Regions from separate parts of the Columba livia genome. Here region 1 is linked to region 2. The links are chromatin contacts, called in public Hi-C maps. All regions are on one chromosome and are shown on one strand. Each heading gives the region's core, a stretch centred on a gene start, on an enhancer-like site or on the middle of the called end of the contact. The rest is flanking DNA. Distances are from core to core; before and after follow the strand shown. Region 1 overlaps LOC110364013. Region 2 overlaps LOC110364013.

Evidence for each region. Hi-C and Micro-C count contacts between places; a contact is called where the count stands out from the background.
Region 1: a Hi-C map of liver shows a contact between it and region 2, with 4 times the contacts expected there. The contact joins two enhancer-like sites.

Annotation. Positions count from the first base shown.
Region 1 is chr1:140,148,464-140,153,395 of bColLiv1.pat.W.v2, reverse strand. All of the region lies in intron 4 of LOC110364013, which reads right to left. It overlaps LOC102084862 (a long non-coding RNA gene), which reads left to right. Exons shown (of 4, transcript XR_010466789.1): 2 at 917-2,133; 3 at 2,226-2,571. Among named protein-coding and RNA genes, the nearest start is that of PPARA, 170 kb to the left of the region's middle. Within about 2 kb of position 3,610, at least 1 of the 3 cell types and tissues checked has an H3K27ac peak away from gene starts, as active enhancers do.
Region 2 is chr1:140,038,197-140,043,396 of bColLiv1.pat.W.v2, reverse strand. The region is part of intron 3 of LOC110364013; the gene reads right to left. Among named protein-coding and RNA genes, the nearest start is that of WNT7B, 150 kb to the right of the region's middle. Within about 2 kb of position 2,421, at least 1 of the 3 cell types and tissues checked has an H3K27ac peak away from gene starts, as active enhancers do.

The DNA of each region.
Region 1 (4,932 bases), core at 2,361-4,860, 110 kb before region 2:
GAAGACGAGAATAAAAAGTATGCTGCAACTTTCTCCTTTCCACCCATCGCTAAGAAAATATTCGGCAAAAAGGCCAGTCAGGCACCATCAGTGTCGCCAGTGCTGCCTCAGAGATTTTCGATTCCTATTTTTGCTGGCTATTAATTTCCCCCCCCTCCACGTCCCTCTTTACCGCCTATTTTACTTCTTTTGTCTAGGAGCTGGCACCTGTCCCAGAGACGGCATTTTACTGCACATCCCCTTTTCCCTCCTCAGAGAGGAAAAAAGGGGGGAGAGGTTTGCAAGGACGAAACAGCCTGTGCACCCCCTACCCCACAACCAGCCCCCCTCCTTCCCCCCCCCCCCTCCATTTCAGCCATGGTCAAATTACAAGGGGGTTTGGAGGGATATCATCCGCCCTATTTCACATGGCGCAGATACCTAAAGCCATTAAAAATATATTTCTATTAAAGAGAAAGCCAGCGAGAGCCTCGTTCCATAAGCAGCACTGTGCACTGATACTCGGGAGAGAAAAACCACAAATAAAAGCCTTCGTTCTCACAGCATACAAACTAGCGAAGCCCGATTCATTGCTCAGTCAAAGAAATCAATTTCTTTAACGGAGGAAAAAGAGAGAGAGGAGAGCGAGAGAAAGGGATCAGCCGAGGGGAAAATACTTGGGAGCTTTAACCTCAGCATTGCGATATACAGTACAGCCGAGCACAGCGCAGGAGAGACGGAAAACGAGCCCCGTTCTTAAACGGTGGGAGAGGAGGGTTAAATAAAGCAGAGGAGAAAAAGAAGATCCTATTTGCAGCATCTTTAAAAGTTCTGCTCTGGCGAAGGCCGTCTGAAGGGGAGGCCCTTGCAGCAGGAATGCGAGCAGCAGCAGCAACCTTTTTTTTTTTTTCTCTTTTTTTTTTTTTTTCTCTCTCAGAGTCCAGCCTCCCCCTTGTGAGCGACTGGAGCAATCTGGCTAAGGGAAGAGGAGGAGGACGTGAGCTAGCGAAACGCGGAGGGCTAGAGCTGATGATGAAACAGAGGCACGGCCCTGCGTGAGAAGGCTCGTTTTCCCTCACGGGCAGAACAAGAGACACACACACAGACACAGCCGCACACGCACACCGCCACCAACCCGGTGACACCCGCCCCGGCGACACCCGCCCCGGCCCCCTCCGGCCGCCTTTTCCCTCCCCATCCACCCTGCGGCCGCCCCCGGCGCGGCGGGAGCGGGTTCGCCCCGCGGGCAGGGAGCCCGGGGGTTGGGATGGGGACGGGGGGAGAACCAAGGGAGAAAAAGAGCAACTGGGGGGAAAGGTGCTGCGCTGGAATGTAAATGCACCCACGCTATGGCAATATGCTTGACAGTACAGCGCGGTTAATGAAGCCTTTAATTTGGAGGGGGGGGGGGGGAGGAGGAGGAGAATAGAAAGAGGAAGGTCCTACGGAAATATCTTCCGGGATTAAAACGGGAGAGAAGAGAGCTCCTCTTTATATTTACACGTACCTAGACGTGTCTCTGTAGCAAAGCAGTCCACAAGGACCACAGAACTGCAGCACAGACACACACACACACCGAAAAAAACCAACCCAACCCCAAGCTCACCGAACTGAAAATGGATCTTTTAAAAAGTAAATATGTGACAAAAAAACTTTGTGATTTTCTTTTCTCATGCCCCTTACTTCTAAACCAGCTGCACAGCCAAGCTCAGGCTGCTTGGCCCTTCTAACTATCTTGGCACCGAGTCAAAAGCTGATAAGCATTTGGGCGAGACAGCTCAACTGCTGTGCTGGAAGAAAAACAGCTGCCATGATTGCTGTTTGATTGAGAGCGCTTACACACACTCACAAAAAAACATATCGGACTGCAAAGACGGGCCACAAATGCCTGAGGATTCAGCTTCAGAGGATCAACACACATTTCCTTAAAAAAAAAAAAAAAGAAAGTTTTATATGGTTTTTCCTCCATCCCTCCCTCCCCTTTTTTAAAGAAAACGTACTGCGTCGACTTGCTTTTCTTCTTCCCATCCCCCCTCCATAACCTCAAGCAAACTCAAGGAATTGTGCCAAAAGTCCCGTTGCTAGTTACCAAGTGCATTTTTTTAAACGTCCCTTTGATACTTCTTTCCCTCGTGCTTGCCATGGAATATACAAGTAAGATAATCTTTCCATTACTTACCAGAAGTAATTAAAATAGAAAAAGAACTTCTAGCTCAACGTGCCTTTCTCTTTTTTTCTCTCTTAAGGGGCAAAAGGAGGGAAACGAGGGGGAGAAGGATATTTTTTCTCTTTGCCGAGTCCAACATTTGGCTTTTTCCATTTGTGGCAGATCACTGTAACGCTATTGTAAAACAACTTCCTGCCCCTTTTGGCTCACGTTCCAGAAGCTGCTAGGCTAAGTTCACAGCACAAACTTTTCTCCCCCTTGCCGAAGAAGAGAGACGAAAAAAATAATAATAATAAAAAAATCCTGCAAATTATTTTTCCCCCTTTTCTGGCTAATGGACTCACAAGGTGAATTTATTGCAGCTCTTTAAGAATGTTACACAAGAGACGTCGGTATCCCAGCTGGATAATTCATAAGCTGAAAAGGTGGGGTCATTATAAATCTATGTGTGTGTATGTGTGTGTGTGTGCGTGCATTTTAATTTTGTCATTTTGAATTCTAAGTCTTAATACCATCAGGTGGATAATGAGCTAAGCTGCTTCATCTGTCGTACTAATTTGTATATCTATCATAGCACAGATCATTGGCTTAGTATATACAGCCTCCTACTTTCCAATTGCTTTTGTACTCTAAGGTGACCTGCATCTCCCTTGTCTTCCTCCCCTCCTCTAAATGCTCTGTCTAATCAAAATACCCACCGAAAGCTTCTAAACCCTCCCTGCTAGCAATGGGAGATGTTGCAGTCTCTGTGCTGTAAGGCGAAAAGGAAAAAATAAGGCCTCCACAACTTGCTCTCTCACGATCTCTCTCTCCCTCTCTCTCTCCCTCTGTTTCTCTCATAGCAACAGCATTTCTTGGTACGCCTGCTTTGGCATACATCAGCATTTCTACCCGTCCAAGTGTCCTTTTGCGTCACATCTCGCCATTTCACTCAACCAATGAAATCTCATTGTTGCAATAAAAATATATATACTTTTTCTGTTATTGGTATATTCAAATTTTTTTATGTGCTTTCCTAACAAAAAACGTTGTCGAGCATTTGATTTGCCCTACATGGGATGGGGGGGGGAAGGGGGGGAAGAGACTGTACAGGATTCAATCTTGAAGAGTCTTCTTTGTGGAAAATATGCTACCATAAGAAAAAAGGGATTATATGTTTACTTAAGGAAAGTCATAGTTGCCCCTCTCATTTAACATTTATTTTGCTTATACTATCATTGCTTTCCTGATGTACTTTTAAAACAGCTAGATAGTTTCAACTAACTGGAAAAGTCACTACCATGTGTTTCTAAGGCTTTGTAAAATAGTCCTCAGGAAAAAAAGATATATTAATTGATATGTTATTCCTCTAAATGTTGATCATGAGGTGATAGAAAAAAAAATGCAATGGAAAAAAGAAAACTGGTGGATGTGAGTTTCTGTCCCTTGCAACTCTCAGATCCCATCCGAAGAGGCTGCTCTCCAGCCTTCTGCTTAAAAATGCACGGTCCTGCAAAATGGACCAGAGGTCTTTCAGAGTCGTAGATTATTTCCAAGATGTATTTCCTTCTTACATAAACTCACACGATTTTTAAAAACGCAGTATTTGGATGATCAGCTGTGGTAATGATAATGGCAAAGACTTAACACTATTTCCAATATATTATAGCTTGTAATACAGCCGTTCCAAGAGCTGTACGTACTCTGCCTAACCGGTAAGGCTGGCAGAAGCAAGCACTACTACGAACAGCATATATGGTGTTTGATGTAACATACTTTCTACCTATACATCATCAAGACCCATCTCATTGTTTTCAGGCCTGACTTTAATCAGATTTACTCTATTAAAATGCACAATATTAGCCACATGTATTAAGCAGAGCGTGGCACATGTGGGTTTCTCGGAACTGGCTGGCTGTGCCACATCTCCAACAAATACTGCAGTGGCATATTTAAGGAACCTCTGTTACACATTTTTATGCAGCCTCAAATCTCAAGAAAATGCCCAACCACTGGCATTCTGAGGAGAATAAACATTTCTTTTGTAAGCCAAATATATGTTTTATGGTTTATGCTTACCAACTTTTTTTTTTTTTTTTAATGGTGTGAAACCACAAAATGTTTTTAATATTTATTTTCGGGGAATTATAGTAAAAGCATACTAGAGATTATTAGGACATAGTTGACAAGATATTTAAACAGTAACTTTCCCACAAATTTTTATTTTGGTAAAGTGACACCTAGTAATTCTGACCTCTTCTAATAACTTTGATATCTATTGCATACAGACTGTGGATGCAGAGGATGTGTATGCATAAATCCTGTGTGGATAAAAAGTAAAAGCAAGCAAAATTTCTAGATAACAGACTTAGCAGCAGACAGCCATAATGTCCAGCTAAAACTCTTATCATTTTTGTTTAAAAATAATGGCATGACATTTGTGATAATATTTATTTTAACAGAACAGGCACAGATGAGAATGTTAACCCTCCACAGGAGAGATTCTATGCGATAGTGCATTCAACAACTTTTAATGCCAATGTAATATAAAAGACAGACCTGTTTTTTTTTTAGGGAAGGATCAGACTCAAGTATATGAAGACTTTATTTGATAGTGTTTTACTTGCATTTAACAGGTTTTCTGAATGGCTTTCCCCCTTTTTTCTCAGACGCTATTTTTAGCTCCTTAGCTATTTTTGTACTTTCTATACAAAAATACAGATCTGCTTGTTCTTTACTCTCGATACCTATCCCTTCCTTTCTCACTTTTTGTATAAATGTGAAAACAGCTGAGTTTCATCTCTCCT
Region 2 (5,200 bases), core at 1,172-3,671:
ACAGTCTGTGAAAACTTTGTGTGCTCGTGTGTGTGCACAAAATGTATATGATAATGTATATGTGTTTATATACACAGGGCATATTGGAATACTTTCGAGTCATTTGTCTTATAGGAGAAAGTGAGACGAACTAATGGTATGGACAGTCAATGCTGGAGGAGCAAAAGGAAAGAATGATGAAATATTAAAACATTATTGTGATGTTGTGGTGTACCTTAAGAGCAAGAGTTACAATTTTCTAGAGTGCTTCAAGAGCAACACGATTTGAACAACCTGCTCTTCGAAAAGCTGACACAGAACAGCTATTTTTCATGCACAGGAGCATGGGCTGTGCCAGCCAAAGCATGCGAAGTTCAGATACTGCAGTTACTGAAAAGTCTACATCAGAACGCATTGCAAAGTCTTGATTGCATCAGGCATGTTATCAGATTTTAGAGAAAAGAATTTAAAGAAGGAATGCTGAATGATTTATCTTGTTCAACATTGGTGCAATTCTGCAAGCCGTTGCTCTTGCGCATTAGATGTATTTCAATACTTCAAGAAATGCTTTACAGAACAGATACCATTAAAGAAAGTCAGGCCTTGGTTAAGGTAAGGACTGCCATCAAATTCTCAGGGCTCTAGAACAAACACTTGAAAAGCGATGTAATAATGAAAACAAGTAAGACTTGGGAAATGTTCTTTTCAGTGCATTTACATTCTCGGAGACTTGTTATTTAATATAGCATTATTTTAATTTGCATTTGTAGTTCTCCTATTTTACTTTTCAGAAATATAATAATCTGTGGGACTAAAATAAGCCTTTTTTTTTTTCCCCTGTTTAAACATGCATCAAATCAATCAGGATATGTAGGAGAAGCTTATACAACACATGTCCAGTTGAACACCAAAGCAAAACAGTAACTTCTATGATTATTGACAGAGAAACATTGTATCATCTTCATGAGAAACTAAACTCAAGACTGCCTGATACAGAAAGCATTTCTTCTTAAACGTGTACCAAAAAAATATATTAACCAATAACATTTTTGGATTATATGGCCTACCCCGAAGGTATTCTGAACCACCTTTCAAGGACAACTATTCTTGTTTTCAAGACAAACATCGCTAAATAGTTAAATGTGGAAATAAGAAGCACATGCAAGCGCAAACAAACACAAAGACATGAATGTGGACACACACCCATTTCCATACTTTAGGTAGTAAGATTATTATCAGCTAGTCCAGGAGCAAGACCTTCTAGGAACGGACATACGATTGACATATACACATTCCACTACACTTCAAAATTCCCTCATGTCCATTACCAAGACAAGTAGCTTTTTAAACTGGAACAGGGTTTATACAGACCAGATGCAACCATAAAAATACAAACCACTTGAACCTTAATAAAATACACAGTAATGAAAATGTTGTAAAACAGATACTAAAAACATAAAATCTTAACAACCTTAATTACAATGAAACAGGGTCAAAGCCACTAAGTCCAGCCATCATTTGCTGAAAGCCAACAAACACCAGATGTATTTTGGTTTGGGGTAGGAGGTGGGAAAAAACCAAAACAAAAAAAACCACCACACAAAAAGACACAACTATTTTGAGCATCGTAACAATCTACAAGTGAAACACAGACAAAATGCATAAAGCAGTTAACATTTCACTAACTTGAAAAGTTCCAGTTTTGTACTGAAATTCATTCAGTCACAACTCATAATCTATCCTATAAAAGACACATCTGGTATGTGTTAATAATACACAAACTAAGGGGCAGTTGGAATTTCTCTCCCCTCACCCCTTTCTTTAATATTATTTTCTGAAGAACTTTGCAAAACTCTTCTGAAACAAGCAGCTCCAGTTTAACACAGAACTATAAAACCCTAAATATTTTTAAGTCACAGATCCTTATAACTTAGTATTTATTACATGTATATGTGATTATTTTGTCATAAAAAGCAACATTTACATGAAAGATGTCTGAAAATGAAGGAACACTCATATTTAAAAATAAGTGTGCAAATTTGACAAAACATGAAAATGCCTCCCATATTCCTCCTGAAAATAAGCTCGAAATATTTGAATGATCTGCCACATCTGAACACTGTCTCAGTATTTTCCTTTTTGTAGTACAGTTCCTAGTTTACCAAACTTTCTGAACCACTTCAACCTTCATTCCTTTTAAAGTAAACATCACGCTCCTTATCATGATTTGATACTGTCATGACACCATAATTACAAACAGCATTTCCCATGGTTTCATAAAATACAGTTTATTAACTGCTAATCTTAGGCTCTACAGGACAGCATACTATTCGACTCAATGGTGATTCTGCAAGCAGCAGAAAGATATTTTTGCAGTTATAAATTACAAGAGTTTAGGATTCACTTATCTGGCCTGATTTCTGTCCTTTCACAGAAGACAGGCAAGTTAGCAGACCTTCACATAAGCGTGGGATCAAAACTTCTAATATTGAGCACTCCAAGCATTTTAAAAAGCCTAAAAATGTATAAAACTTGAAAAAATTGGCTCAAATTCCTTAGTTTGTATAGTTTTTTAAGGCCTTTGCAAGTATCTTCCTTAGGGAGCCGGCAGGGCACTTGCATTTTTTTTTTTTCCTTCTGAAATAAAAGTGAAGATCTGTGACTCAGTAACTGTAGCTTCAGGAAAAACACCAAGTATCATGAGACAGACATGAAAATCACAAAGAACTGGCAAGAATTTTCTATTGCAGGATTGAAGTATGAGCCTGCCAAAGTAACTGAACAATTATCTAGCAGCCAAGTTGCTCATACAGTTTTCTAAAAGCAAATAGCACTGCATTCCAGATCATCACATAAAATGAATGATGCAGGGAGATTCGGGCTACTCTAGGGAGGGGGAAAAAGCTGAATAGAGTGAAGCATTGCCATGGATTTTACAGGGGATATCACTCTTAGAAGTTTTTACAAACAGGTTAGACAGACATCTGTTGGGAATGAAGCAAGTACAGTTTATCCTCTCTCCAGGCAACAAGTGGCCAACGTAACATCTGGGGGTCTCTTTCAATCCTGCTTTCTATGATGCTATGCTCTGCAAATGGAGAATAGAAAAATATTTTTTAAACAATATTCAAGCTTTGCCATAGTGTTAAGAAGCATGCTTTGAAAAGAAAAGCAGGGCAGTGAAAGCTCTAAGAGCTCAAGCTGGGCATTCTTTACCAGATACTGCTGCTCTCTAGCTTAATGGACATTATTTCATGGATTGCTTGTTAAATCTCCAAACACGACCACTGCTGACAGATTTAAAATTCTTCCTATTTTGAATCATCTGGAAGCTACAATATTCTTTTATTTTTCTTTCTTCCTGCAAAAGAAACTCCTTTATTCTCCTTAAGGATACATACATGGAGACAAACACATATTTCAAAATACTGTATCAACCCTGCACTGACCTGTTACCCACCAGACATCACCTTGTAAATCTCCCAGAACAATTTTGTTACAGTCAGGTAATACTCTCTATAAACACTGATCTTTAATCACTGCTGTAAGTAGTTACATCTTGACCCAAGTGGATATACACTGTCACTTGATATTTAAGATATCAATCCTAATTTTATTTATGTACATACACACACACGTGTATATGTATGGGAAAAATCCTCTCTGGGGAGAAAGAGATTATAGCAAATATGCCTAACATCATAGCAAAGAAGAGAGGGGATCAACCAAGCAGAGGCCCTTACTGAAACGGATGGAGTTGTAATCATTTAGATGAGGGCTGACTCTGATCTTGATTTTGACATATCTTGCTTGAAATTTTATTTTAAGCCCCTTTTCCCTCTGTTCGGTGAGCACAAAAAACCAACTCAAATACAGACTTAGAGGTGGGTGTAATAGGTCAGCTTCACACTGCATAAACCAGAAGGGAAAAAGCGGACTGTGAGAGGTTTCTGCCAGGGCCATTGTTACACTCAAGTGATTTTTTTTTTTAAGAGGCCTTAAAGTAGCCAAAGCTGAATTGGCTGCAAACATGAAAACAAAAGGGCAAAACTTCTCTCAGAGTCCCAGGCTGGGAAGAAGCTCACAGCCCGAGTAAACGGCCTGCGCGATAAGACAAACGCACTCACCAGGCTCCCTCCACCCTGTAGGAACTGGCTTGGATTCAGGGGCAGCTGCTGTTTCGGGGCTGCAGGCAGAGCAACAGACATGAGCCGCTGCCCCCCATCTCCCCACTCACCCCCGGGGCTCCCCGTCACCCCCTGGGGCTGGTGCAGGTCTGTTCCCTGGCCAGACCAGCCCTGAGATCTGGCCAGGACCTGGCACTTGTCAGTCTGAAGCAGGGACTTGTCACAGGCCACAGCACACAGGGCACAGCAGGGTACGGCTGCCTCACACTGCCTGTGCCACCTCCAACACTTCCTCACGCCACATTTTGGAGCAAATAGTATCACAGAATCACAGAATGGTTGGGATTGGAAGGGACCTCTGGAGCTCACCTAGTCCAACCCACCTGCTAAAGCAGGTTCACCCACAGCAGATCACACAGGAATGTGTCCAGGCAGGTTTTGTCTCCAGAGAAAGAGACTCCACAACCTCTCCGGGCAGCCTGTTCCAGTGCTCTGGCACCCTCAGAGTAAAGTTTCTCCTCGTATTCAGATGGAACCTCCTGTGCTTCAGTCTGTGCCTGTTGCCCCTCATTGCATCATTGGGCAGCACTGAAAGGAGTCTGGTCCATCCTCTTGACACCCACCCTTGAGATATTTATAAGCACTGATGAGATCCCCTCTCAGCCTTCTCTTCTCCAGGCTGAATAGACCCAGCTTTCTCAGTCTCTTCTCATAAGAAAGATGCTCCAGACCCCTGACCATCTTCGTAGCCCGCTGCTGGACTCCCTCCAGTAACCTCCTCATCCTTCTTAAACTGGGAAGCCCAAATCTGGACACAGTACTCCAGATGCAGCCTCACCAGGGTACAATCTATTACCATTAGTAGACTTTTTGAGATTTTAAATCCTATTTAGACCTGCAGTGGAGAACTTTTACACTGCTTTTACACATCCCATATAGTTTCCTTTGTTTTCTTAAGTAACTACATGTTTGAGTACCCTGAGATATATCCTCAGCTGAAGAAAGCGGAGGTACGGCATTGCGCACCAGTGAACTACTGGCCATCGACATTATCGTAACTTCATTCTGTGTTTCAACAATGTTCTCTGCACACC